Regions from separate parts of the Arachis hypogaea genome. Here region 2 is linked to region 1. Evidence: chromatin contacts called from public Hi-C data. All regions are on one chromosome and are shown on one strand. The core of a region is the stretch at or near the end of the contact, and the rest is flanking DNA. Distances in the headings are between cores, read along the strand shown. Region 1 has its middle 5.9 kb from the start of LOC112723537. Region 2 overlaps LOC112723541 (4-coumarate--CoA ligase CCL1).

Region 1 (5,881 bases), core at 1,673-4,172:
CTAATTTCAAAAATTTCGATTTACTCAATTTAGTCTCCCAACTTAATAGTTATGACTCACATTGGTTTCTAATATTATTTTTGTCACTGTCTTACAAAATCGTTAATAACATACTGAGATGGACTAACGACTGTTACATTATACATTCTAGCGACTGTTTGATGTGACAATTGAAATTTTTTTACCTTATTTTTTTTCAACTAAACACTTAAAACCCTAATATGAGTCACGGATACCTAAGTTAAAAAATCAAACTAAGTAAATTGAAACTTTAAAAATCAGATTAAAGCTCGAATATAACTTCAAAACAGAACTTTAACTTATGTAGTGATTAATTTAAATGAGAATCAAATAAATCAAAATTCAACATAATTTTTATCAATGTTTTCAAATTCGAAATTTCTATACCAAAATTAACTAGGATTTTTCTTTAAATTAAAAGTTTAATGAAATAGTGACTTTAATTATCTTAACCAATGTCCTAATTAATTACTTTTATATCTTAAAAAAATTGTATATGAGAAGAAAATAATTAATTTGTCTACTTTAATAAATAGTTATTTTACTAAAATGAAAGAAACTATTTTTTTTAAAATTTTTTAAGAACTAATTAATATTATATATATTTTGTTACACTACATTTAGTTATGAAAATTTTATTTATTTCTAATGCTTATATTAAAAATAAAAAAAAATTTAAATTAGTGAATCTTAATATATAATATAATAATAATATAGTAATTATTTTATATATTGTACGAATATAAATTAATTATTTTTTTATTTATAAAAATTTTAAGAACTTGTTATATATATATATATATTTTGATGAATGCGATATATTTTTTTATGTAAATATTCTTTTAAAAAAAATCTAATAGTTAATTTATTACCTTTTTTGTTTTAGTCCAAATTAAATGTTTTTTATTGTTTCTGGAAAGAAAATCTTTTGAGAAATTTAATAATATGTGATGAGTAACACCGAATAAATTATACAGAAACCAATTAAAACACAACATAAAAACATCTTTAAAAAAAGACGTTTTAGGCGTCTTTATCTGAGTCGCCTCCAATATTTAATTATATATAAGTGTTACATCAATAGATTAAGCATGTTTGACTCATTCAAAGTTCACTGTTTTAAATTCAATTAGTACAAACATAAATTTAGAAACTGAAGAAACAAGATAGGAGTTTGAATTTTATGTCCAAATAGCGTAGACCATATAACATGGGAAGAAATAGCTAGCTAAGGATAATGTTCTCATTACTGCAACACCATACTGGGGGTGTGGCATTTTCACTCCAAAGTGGTTTAAAAGATTTAGAATCTATAGGGTATTCATCGGTGAAAATACAGCGAAACAATTTAACACGTATTGAACACTAAAAAGCTAGATCACAATTCACAACCCTTTGCTTTTTCATCACAAAATAAACAAAGGTGTGGCTTAAGTTGGAGTAAACACTAAAAAGTAAAAAGAGAGCTGCATCCAATAAGTAGAAGTAATAAAGCGAGCCATGGCAAATTAAAGTGGTTTCTTCGTGTGGAGATAACTTTGCATTATAAATATATATGTCCTCTTTTAAGTTCCATAAATTTTGTGTTTTCCTTTTTGTTACGGCCTAGTCCAAATCTTCTACGGGTTGGCCCGACCCAAGCACCACCCGATCCTAACGGTCAGGGGTAAGGCGCTCCACAGCCGACCCGGACGCGCGTCCCCGACAGCTCATCTACAGCTGTGAGGAGAACGCCTCGGAAAAAGTGGGCCTGTTCTTGCAGAGCCCACCTCTGATACAGTATATAAGGGGAAGGTTTTTACCCTTCCCCCAAGACACGTCACATGACTCTACCCCCTTTTTTCGCCTGCACATTTTACTGACTTGTGCGTCGAAGTATCTTTGCAGGTGACACCCCCTTTTACATCTGAAGAGCTCGCGACCTCGCTTACCCCCCAATCCAGAGACGAACGTCCAGTCGATTCCCCCTTGTTAACCGAGATACTCACCCGACCCGTACGGTATCCGACCTACCGAACACTTTTCTTTATTAATTATTTCGTTTCCTTTAAAGATATGGTTAATGGTTTATATATTTTCGGTCAGATCTATCATGCTTTTTGGTGAAATGCAAATACGAAAAATGTTAGGAGCATTATAATTTATTATTTTTAATTATTAATTAATTATTAATTTAATTTTTTTAGTCTAATTTATTTATCTAGTAATTTAATAACATATATTTATTCTATATTTTTAAATATTAATAACTAATTAACGACGAAAAATAAAAAATTCTTATGGCCCAATATCATTTTTGGGTGCGATACATCATCCTATTCTTTCCACCATCACTTGTTTCATCCAAGCATCTTGATCTTCTTGCCATCTCTTTCCAATCAAAATTAAAGCTTAATGTTTAAAAGAAATGAACCTTTTAAGAGAGTTGGTGGTTGACAATAATTCTCTCCATTTCATCTTCAAATATCAAATTATTCTATATCAGAATTGAAAGGCGGTGGCCTATAATGAAAAATAATTTTTAATTTCTCTGTTATTTAAAAATAAATTGTTTGCACTGTGAAATAAAAAGGTAAATATTAATTACATATTTAATTATTTTTTATGTTTTATTTAAATAAATATTTAGAAAAATGAAATTGAAAAAGAATATTAATGAAGAGCTATTTTTAATTGTATTTTGAACAAATGAAAAAATGTTGGGCCTGCTTTTGTTTGGGTCTTGTTGGGCCTAAGTAGATGTACTTTTGGTCATCTCTCTCACTCTTTGGTCTTTTTGTTCCCCAAATATTTTCTATGGTTCTTTACACGATTACACTTGTGAATCTATGTGTCATGTGACGCTATGACCCAAAAAACCTCATGTATTTGTCTATTTGACCCAAAAGGTCAAAACCCCCTAAATGAAATCCTTCCTTGACCAACAACCCATTGCTTTGGTGTCTAAGATCAACAACCGAGAGCTGATTAACCAGTTCAGGCTTATAGCACTATGCAATGTGTGCTATAAGGTCATAATAAAAATGCTAGTGGAAAGGTTAAAACCACACTTGAATGATAGAATAGCGGCGTACCAGTCAAGTTTCATACTGGAAAGAAAAATTCAGGACAACATTATCATTGCAAAGGAGCTTATTCATACTATGAAGAGAATGAAGGGGAGAAAACGGTTCATAGCGATCAAAATAGACTTCGAAAAAGTCTATGACAGGATGAGTTGGGATTTTCTCAAGACTAGATTAGAAGAATTCAGATTGTCAGATAAGATGGTCGAGATTATAATGCAATGCGCGAGTACGGTATCGTTCAATGTTATTTGGAATGGGAATAAGACGGAAGAATTCATTCCAAAAAAAGGATTGCGACAAGGGGATTCCATTTCGCCCTACTTGTTCGTTATGTGCATGGACAAGCTCTCACACCTCATAGAACAGAATGTGCTGGACGGAGAATGGAAGCCAATTGGGGTGAGTAGGGATGGACCAAAAATATCCCATCTTATGTTTGCGGACGACCTTCTTTTTGCGGAAGCAACACAAGACCAAATGGAAAGAATAAAAGGTGTATTAGAAACTTTTTGTAATACTTCGGGATTGAAAATAAATGAAGATAAGACTGCCATTGTGTTCTCTAAGAATACGGTTGGAAGTACAAAGGAGGAGATTCTAAATTTGTCTAAATTTAAAGAACAGAAAGAGTTAGGCAAATACTTGGGAGCGCGCATCTCTGACAAAAGGGAAGGAAAGGAGAGGTATAAGGACATAGTGAGAAGGGTTTAAAGAAAACTTAAAGGTTAGAAGACTAAGTGTCTTTCTTTGGCAGGAAGATTAACACTTGCACAATCAACTATTAGTCCGATTCTGAACTACCAGATGCAGCATGAAAGGATACCTAAAGGAGTTTGTAGGGAGGTGGAAAGACTTCAGAGAAACTTCATATGGAGAGACGAACCAAATAAAAAAAGATTGCACCTGATTGGATGGAAGACTATGTGCCTGCCAAGACACGAAGGAGGATTGGGGTTCAGGAAGCTATCATCCAGGAATGATGCTTTCCTTATAAAAATTTTATGGCAAATGGATGAAAACCCAGAGCAGATGTGGGTGAAAGTTCTTAAGCACAAATACTGTGATGGGAACCTAATTGATGACGACACGAAAGGTAGAAACACATATTCGAGCTTCTGGAGAGAAGTTCTCGAAATTTGGCTAACTTTTCAATCAAACACTGTTAAGTTTATTGGGAATGAGAAGCGTACTAGATTTTGGCATGATCACTGGCTTGAAGGGGCAGGAGCACTTCAGGAGAGTGCCAAAACACAGATTTCAGATAGCAATAGCCTTGTCTCAGAATGGGTGGAAGAGAATGGAGAATGGAACCGGAGAAAACTCAATACCTATCTGCCAGAAGAGATTTCCAAAAAATTATAGCAACATACCCTCCTCATTTTGAGGCAGATGAGGATAGAAAAGGGTGGAAGCATAATGAGAATGAAGATTTCTCGATTGCATCGACCTATAGAGTTCTAAACAATTGAAGCAAACCTAATAAAACTATTTGGAGTCACCTATGGAGCTGGAAAGGCCCCCCAAAAAGTCAAGGTTTTCATGTGGACTGTTATGCATAAGAAAACTCATGCAAACCATAGAATAGCAAGATTGTTTGGTGGAAATGGAGATTGCAAGATTTTTTAAGGAGTGCAAGAAGATCTTCTACACCTATTCAGAGATTGTCCTAAAGCGTCAACAATTTGGGTTAATTTTCTTAATCCTATGGAATTGCATAAATTCTTTAGTCTTAATTGGGAAGATTGGGTGGAAGTTAACCTAAGAAAATAATTGGGACATAACCAAAATATAGATTAGAAGGATATATACATAGTTACATGCTCAAAAATCTGGTTTTGGAGAAATAAGGAAAATCATGAGGACAATTACAGAAGACCAATCCAGCCATATAGAGAAATCATCAAAGAAATTCAGGAAATTAACAAAACTTTTAAAAAAGCTTACCTGGTGAGAAAGGTGCGGGTGAGAAGACTGGGCCGGGTGGGATGGAAACCCCCGCCGAAGGGCTGGCTGAAGCTTAACGTCGATGGAGCGTTGGTAGGGAATGCGGGCAAGGCGGGTTGCGGCGGCCTCCTGCGGGATGAGAACGGAAAGTGGGTTGCAGGCTTCACTCACACGATTGAAACTGCTCTGCTTTCATCGCTGAACTGTGGGGTGTTGTACAAGGGCTGAACCTGACAAGGAGATTAGGGATGAAGAAGATAATGGTAGAATGTGACTCAGAGGGAGTGGTGAAGTTATTGAATGGGGAAAGAAAGTTAGAAAGGCACCCTAATTCTTTGATTAGAAGGATTAGTGAACTGAAAAAGCTTGATTGGAGAATTTTTTTTTGTACATAACTATAGGGAAGGCAACAAGTGTGCAGATTGCCTGGCCAGGAAGAGTATTGATCTTGATTTTGGGTTTTTGTTATGGGATTATCCATTCCCAGAGTTAGTTAGCATTTTCCAGGAGGATGAGAGGGGCTATCTTATCCCGTTCTATCTGTATTTAGTTTCTTGTTTTTTTCTTTTGGGCGTTTTAGCCTCGTTTAAATACAAAAAAAAAAAAAAATCTTATTTGTACATGTAAATATATGTAAATTTGTGATATAATCCCTAAAATTGAAAAACTGTCCAATTTATTTGGAACAAAAAAACCAACTAATAACTCCACTACATAAACTCTCATATAGTCATACACTCATACCCAAAAAAGAAAAAAATCAACCCATTCCAAGATACAAATGTAAGATTGACAAGTCGCCGAGGCCAGGAGAGCCAAAATTCCAAAAGTCTCATCAAAATTGTAAC
Region 2 (5,792 bases), core at 2,415-4,914, 36 kb before region 1:
GCTATTTTACTAACAGTATTTTTATGAATTTCTGTGAACTCTGATTTATAATGGTATTTAATGGAAGTATTTTTGTGGATGTGTCTGATAAAAATAGTTTATTTTATAATTGTGTCTAATAGAAATATCTTTATAGATATATTTTTTGGATGTGTATCTTTATACATATATTTAAAATATGGGTAATGCTAGCTAGGTAAACAAAAAAAAGCCAGAACTTACCTTATTTAGTATTAATTAATTATCGCAACAATTAATAAATGTTAAATAAGGCAAGTTATGACTGATTTTCTTTAAAATATAATAATTAATAATTATTAGTAATAAATTCACAAATAATATATTAATATCCTATACTTTTCTATTAATTAATAGTAATAATGAAATTAATGGGTCAATTACAATTTACGCTACTGATTTCTTCTAACAATGAAATTAAAGTTTTCTCTAAAAGATATGATTTTGATATTTTCAATAGAGTAATTATTGAGAATTTTAAAATAAAATTAAAAACAGTTAAATAATTTAGTATATTTAGGCAACTCAAATATGTTAACGGTAATAAGTTCAATAGTCTAATTAACAAAATTTTTAGTAGGAGTAAAATTTACAAATAGAATAGTAGTGATAGAGTTATGGAAGCATAGAATTAGTAATGAATATATTCCTTTTTTAGAATTCCTTTAAAGAAATTTTTTTTTCCTTTTTGAATCTCCCTAATTTTTATTGATTAATTATTTTCTATTCTAATTTTCTATATTTGTTAATTAATTTCCATTGTAAGAGGAAATAAATTAGAATAAAAGATAATTAATCAACCGAAGAGAAATCAGAAGGAAAAGAAATAATTCTATTTAAAAAAAATTTAAAAAATAAATATATTCATTACTAACTTCATGTTTCTATAATTATTATTCTATTTATATTAAATTCTACTTCTAGTAAGCATTTTTTTAATTGAATTATTAGACCCATTTTTACTCATTAATTACATTAATCATTATTCTTACACGAAGATATCCCTATTTAAGTACATAATATGCCATTATTTACGCTACTGATTTCTTCTAACAATAAAATTAAAGTTTTCGCTAGAAAATATGAATTTGATATTTTCAATAGAGTGATTATGATGGATAATGTATAGATTTTATTTGATTATGATGATACACAGGGTTATGGGATGACAGAAGCGGGGCCACTTGCCATAAGCTTAGCATTTGCAAAGGAACCATTCAACGTTAAATCAGGTGCATGCGGCTCCGTCGTTAGAAACGCTGAGATGAAAATCGTCGACACTGAAACTGGTACTTCCCTTCCACCAAACAAACCCGGTGAAATTTGCATTCGAGGCACTAAAGTCATGAAAGGTATACGATACTATCTATTATTCATCTCTACATGCATCTTAGCTTCTACCCAAATATAATGGACAACACTAGCAAACCCATTATATAATCAATTAATCATCATCATACTATGCATTCTAATAATTAGGTAAGAATGTGATATTTTACCACCTAAGGGCCAAACGTAATGCTTTAGATATGTAACAATTAACACAACTGAAACAAAAAGCTTAGTCGGAGATAAGTGATGCGGTCACATCGCATCTCTATCGGGGTTGTCATTTTCTCGTAGTAGGAGATGCGCACTATACAGACTATAGTCTAATGTGGGGTAGTTGTAAGTTTGGTGGAACAAAGTGGGTGGGTTTGGATTTGTATTGTAATAATTAAATATTTCATGTTAGTGGCTACGGGTTACCAAAACAAACAGAAAATTGAGGACGTGAACACTGTACGTAATATACCAAGTTATGAGGGCTTCCACGTAAAGCACCTTTCATACTCACCAACCACAACTTCTGTGTATTGGTACTTCCAATATACTCAAGACACTCGAATAAGAAAAAGAATCTCGTTAGGAGCTATGTACAATGTGTACAATGAACTGTTTATTTGGCTCAATATGAATTAAAAAATAAATATTCAGAATAAAATACTATTAATTTCTCAAACACAATACACCCATATTATCTAGAATAACAATTCAGATACTAGAGATAATAAACATCTGATATCCTACTGAATCGAACATCCATAAATCTTCATTATACACATTGTATATATATTCCATTAGTTCCCTATACTTCCTATAAAAAAAATATTAAAAAGCCATTAAAATTTATTATTTTTTATTATTATATTATTAAATTAATAAATTAAAAAAATTAAATTCATAATTAAATAAAAAAATATTTTATTATTCAAATTAAAATTATATAAAAAAATATATAAATTTTTTTTATAATTATTTTTTATTATTTTATTATTATTCTAAATATAAATTTTAATTTTTTTAATTTCTCTTTCATCCTATAAAAAAATATAAATTTATATCTTTATCATATAATTCACCCTAAATAATTCGTGAAATAATTAGCATTTTCTAATAACATAGCTCAATAGATGATCCAGGAGACCAAACGTGTAAGCGCTGTCAAAGGCTGAATTTGTTCAAAGTTGTAGGTGAAGGCAGTGTTGATTGGATAACCCATTTTAAGTCAACATCCTCACCTAACTTATCTTAAGTAGTTTGGGCCCACCTGTCTTTACAATCGTCATCATTATATATATGCCAATGCCACATGGCATAAGTTCTTAAAAAAGTCTTATTTTTAATTTGTTACGTAATTAATGATATGATTTAATTTGGTTAGGGTACCTGAATGACCGAGAGGCGACGGAGAGAACCATAGACAAAGAAGGATGGTTACACACGGGTGACATTGGTTACATTGATGATGATGATGAGCTATTCATCGTTGATCGCTTGAAGGAGCTTATCAAATACAAAGGATACCAAGTGGCACCTGCTGAGCTGGAATCTTTGTTGATTGCCCACCCAAACATCTCTGATGCCGCTGTTGTACCGTAAGTTTGTTACCCTAAGTACCTACTCCACTAAAAACTTTTTAGTACTTGTTTGGATGTCATTATTTTTGCATGTAATAAATAAACAAAAAAATATTTTTATATCGTTATACTCAAATATAATTGATAAATAAAAAGATCTTTTTACATGAGATACTCAAACATAAAATTATTTTAAATTTTTTATAAAATTTAAAAAAAAAATAACTCTAAAAAAAATTTTTTTTAGAAGATCACCCAAACAAATTCTTACTCTCCTACTCTGTTTGACTTTTTCTAATTACATTACATTCAGGCTGAAAGATGAAGTTGCTGGAGAAGTACCAGTTGCATTTGTTGTGAGATCAAATGGTTCTAATATCACCGAGGATGAAATCAAGAAATATATTTCTAAACAGGTGGTATTTTACAAGAGAATAAACAGAGTGTTCTTCACTGAAAGTATTCCAAAAGCAGCGTCAGGAAAAATTCTGAGGAAGGTATTAACAGCAAGGCTTAACGAAGGTTTGGTGACCAATTAGCTAGCTATATATTGGTCTTGGTCAAACAAGGTCAACGTAACCACGTACAAAAGAGGCCGTCCTCCTATTAATTTCTTTTTGTTTGTATGTTTGTATTTTCATGACATCATCAATCACATAATCAAATCTTGTATTATAATCCAGTTATATATATATGTATGGTATAATGGTAATTTCATAGTTGCGCTATCATACAAGGACTACAACAACACATGCATATGTCAAGACACCAATTGCAGCTTCCAGCTTGTGCACATGTATGTAATACAGTACATTCATCAATTTTTTTTTTGTCATAACAATTCATCATCTTTTAATTTTTGGTATAAAATAGGGGCCCAAGCCCAAGAGACAAAAAAACACTAGCAGTAACAATTCATCATCTTTAGTTAGTGAAGTATTGAAAATCATAACTCTATACCAAAAACTTTCTTGACAAAAACAAGATAAAAAAAAACCACCAATCTCTTTTGTTTGGACGTGGGTTAGATCCAATTTAAAGTTAAGGCCTGCTGACTAATCCAGTGTAAGACCCAATTAGACTCTCAACAAAAATGGCTTTGTGAAGAAGAGTTATGCTGTTTACGAATTTTACCTTAACAAACACATTTTAGGATCATGACCAAAAAAGAAAATACCTTTTACGATTACTTCATCTTGTTGAAAAAAAAAAAGGTCACAAAACTAATCTCCTCCAATAAATTGTGTGCTCATTGGTTAGCTCAAAATAGCATCAAGTACAAAGACGACTTTTACTTCTTAGATTTCTCACCTTTAATCTTCTTCAGTTACTTACTGAGTGATGATGTTAAAGGGCCACCTTGCCCCAGAACCTTTAAGTCATATATTTGTTTTTTTCCTTGGGTTTAGTACCCATTATCTTACCAAAAAAAAATTACTGTGTGACAACCAATATAAAACATCATTAAAGTATAACATACATATTAAAAATAAATTAAATTATATATATTTATACACAAATATATAATACCAAATTTTAGTACGTAAATAGTATTTTTGATTGTTTAAATGCAATGTCTTAAAAATAATCCTATCTTTTCAAGTGATCGAGTTAAATAAACTTGCAATATTCGACTATTCTAAATATTCACATATAAAAAAATTAATTATGTTATATATATACTAAAATCAACTATTAGTATAAAATATATGTTAAAATATAAAATATATATTAAAAATAAATTAAATAATACATATATTTATACATAAATATACAATATCTAATTTTAGTGACTAATTTTAATATATAAATAATATTTTTATAAGAAAATAATATTATTGACCAATAAAATTTATTATTTTTTGTCAATATTTAGCCAATTTCAAATACTGTTTAGATACCAAAAATAACATATTTTAAACAACCACAACAAGGGATAAGCATCTGTCGAATGAACAAAGTAAAAGAGTTCAAAACAAACGTACAAATTCCACGAGATAACTAAAAATCTACCCGACATTTTCATCTTCTTCTTCAACATTACCATCATACCACTCTTTAGCATAAATAACCGTTTAATAAAGCAACTTGAACTGGGGGCTCTAAGGCCATATTAGTCATCGAGTTATGAACTCACTCAGAGGCCGACTTATGATTCATTACAAGCTCAACCTACTTCATTAAACATATTCCCAAGCTAAGCTTGGGGGTTATGATCCGGCCGTTACAAATTCAATGCCTTAACTCAGTATTATACACTATAACTCGGCAATTTGCGTCATAACTTGGCGGTTACACGTTATAATCGGACTCAACGGACTACATCTTGGAATAAAACTGTCTGACCAGGTATTTATTACTTATTAAACCTAATAACTGCTCATCAATTCAGATAGGGAATGTAATTGACCTATCTTACTTCACCTATAAAGGTATGATATTTTATCCTCAACAGACACATTGAATTTTCAATACTGACTTAAGTTTCGGAGTGCCTTTGCAGGTACACTTTCCCCTTGTTTCTTGCTCAAAGCTCTACGCGATTGGACATCCCCTTGGAGTAAAACTCAAATTACCACAAAGCTCAAAGGTCGGCACCGAAGATAACAACTCGGCATCGATTCCCAGAGACCGAGCTCTCCCTCTAGGTATCTATACAAGAACAAATACAAAAGACTAAATTTCAAATACTAAATTTAAAATTTTAATAATATAAAATAAAATATTAACTCTAAATATTTAATGCCCAATTCTATGGTACCTATGAGTTGGTGTCTAAATTTTGCCTAACTTATCTTTTATAGTAAGTTTTGATTTTTTAAAAATTATTTATTGTTATATCTTTTAAATTAAATATTACTTTTTAACTTTTTT

Evidence for each region. Hi-C and Micro-C count contacts between places; a contact is called where the count stands out from the background.
Region 2: a contact with region 1 is called in a Hi-C map of leaf, with 6 times the contacts expected there. The contact joins two enhancer-like sites. A contact is called at or near these places in 2 of 8 Hi-C or Micro-C datasets (both in leaf).

Annotation. Positions count from the first base shown.
Region 1 is chr11:147,806,687-147,812,567 of arahy.Tifrunner.gnm2.J5K5, reverse strand. No RefSeq gene overlaps it. Among protein-coding and RNA genes, the nearest start is that of LOC112723537, 5.9 kb to the right of the region's middle. Within about 2 kb of position 2,922, at least 2 of the 3 cell types and tissues checked have open chromatin away from gene starts, as enhancers often do.
Region 2 is chr11:147,843,578-147,849,369 of arahy.Tifrunner.gnm2.J5K5, reverse strand. It overlaps LOC112723541 (4-coumarate--CoA ligase CCL1), which reads left to right. Exons shown (of 4, transcript XM_025774943.3): 2 at 1,175-1,370; 3 at 2,723-2,936; 4 at 3,232-3,739. The coding sequence ends at 3,457. Among protein-coding and RNA genes, the nearest start is that of LOC112723541, 4.4 kb to the left of the region's middle. Within about 2 kb of position 3,664, at least 3 of the 3 cell types and tissues checked have open chromatin away from gene starts, as enhancers often do.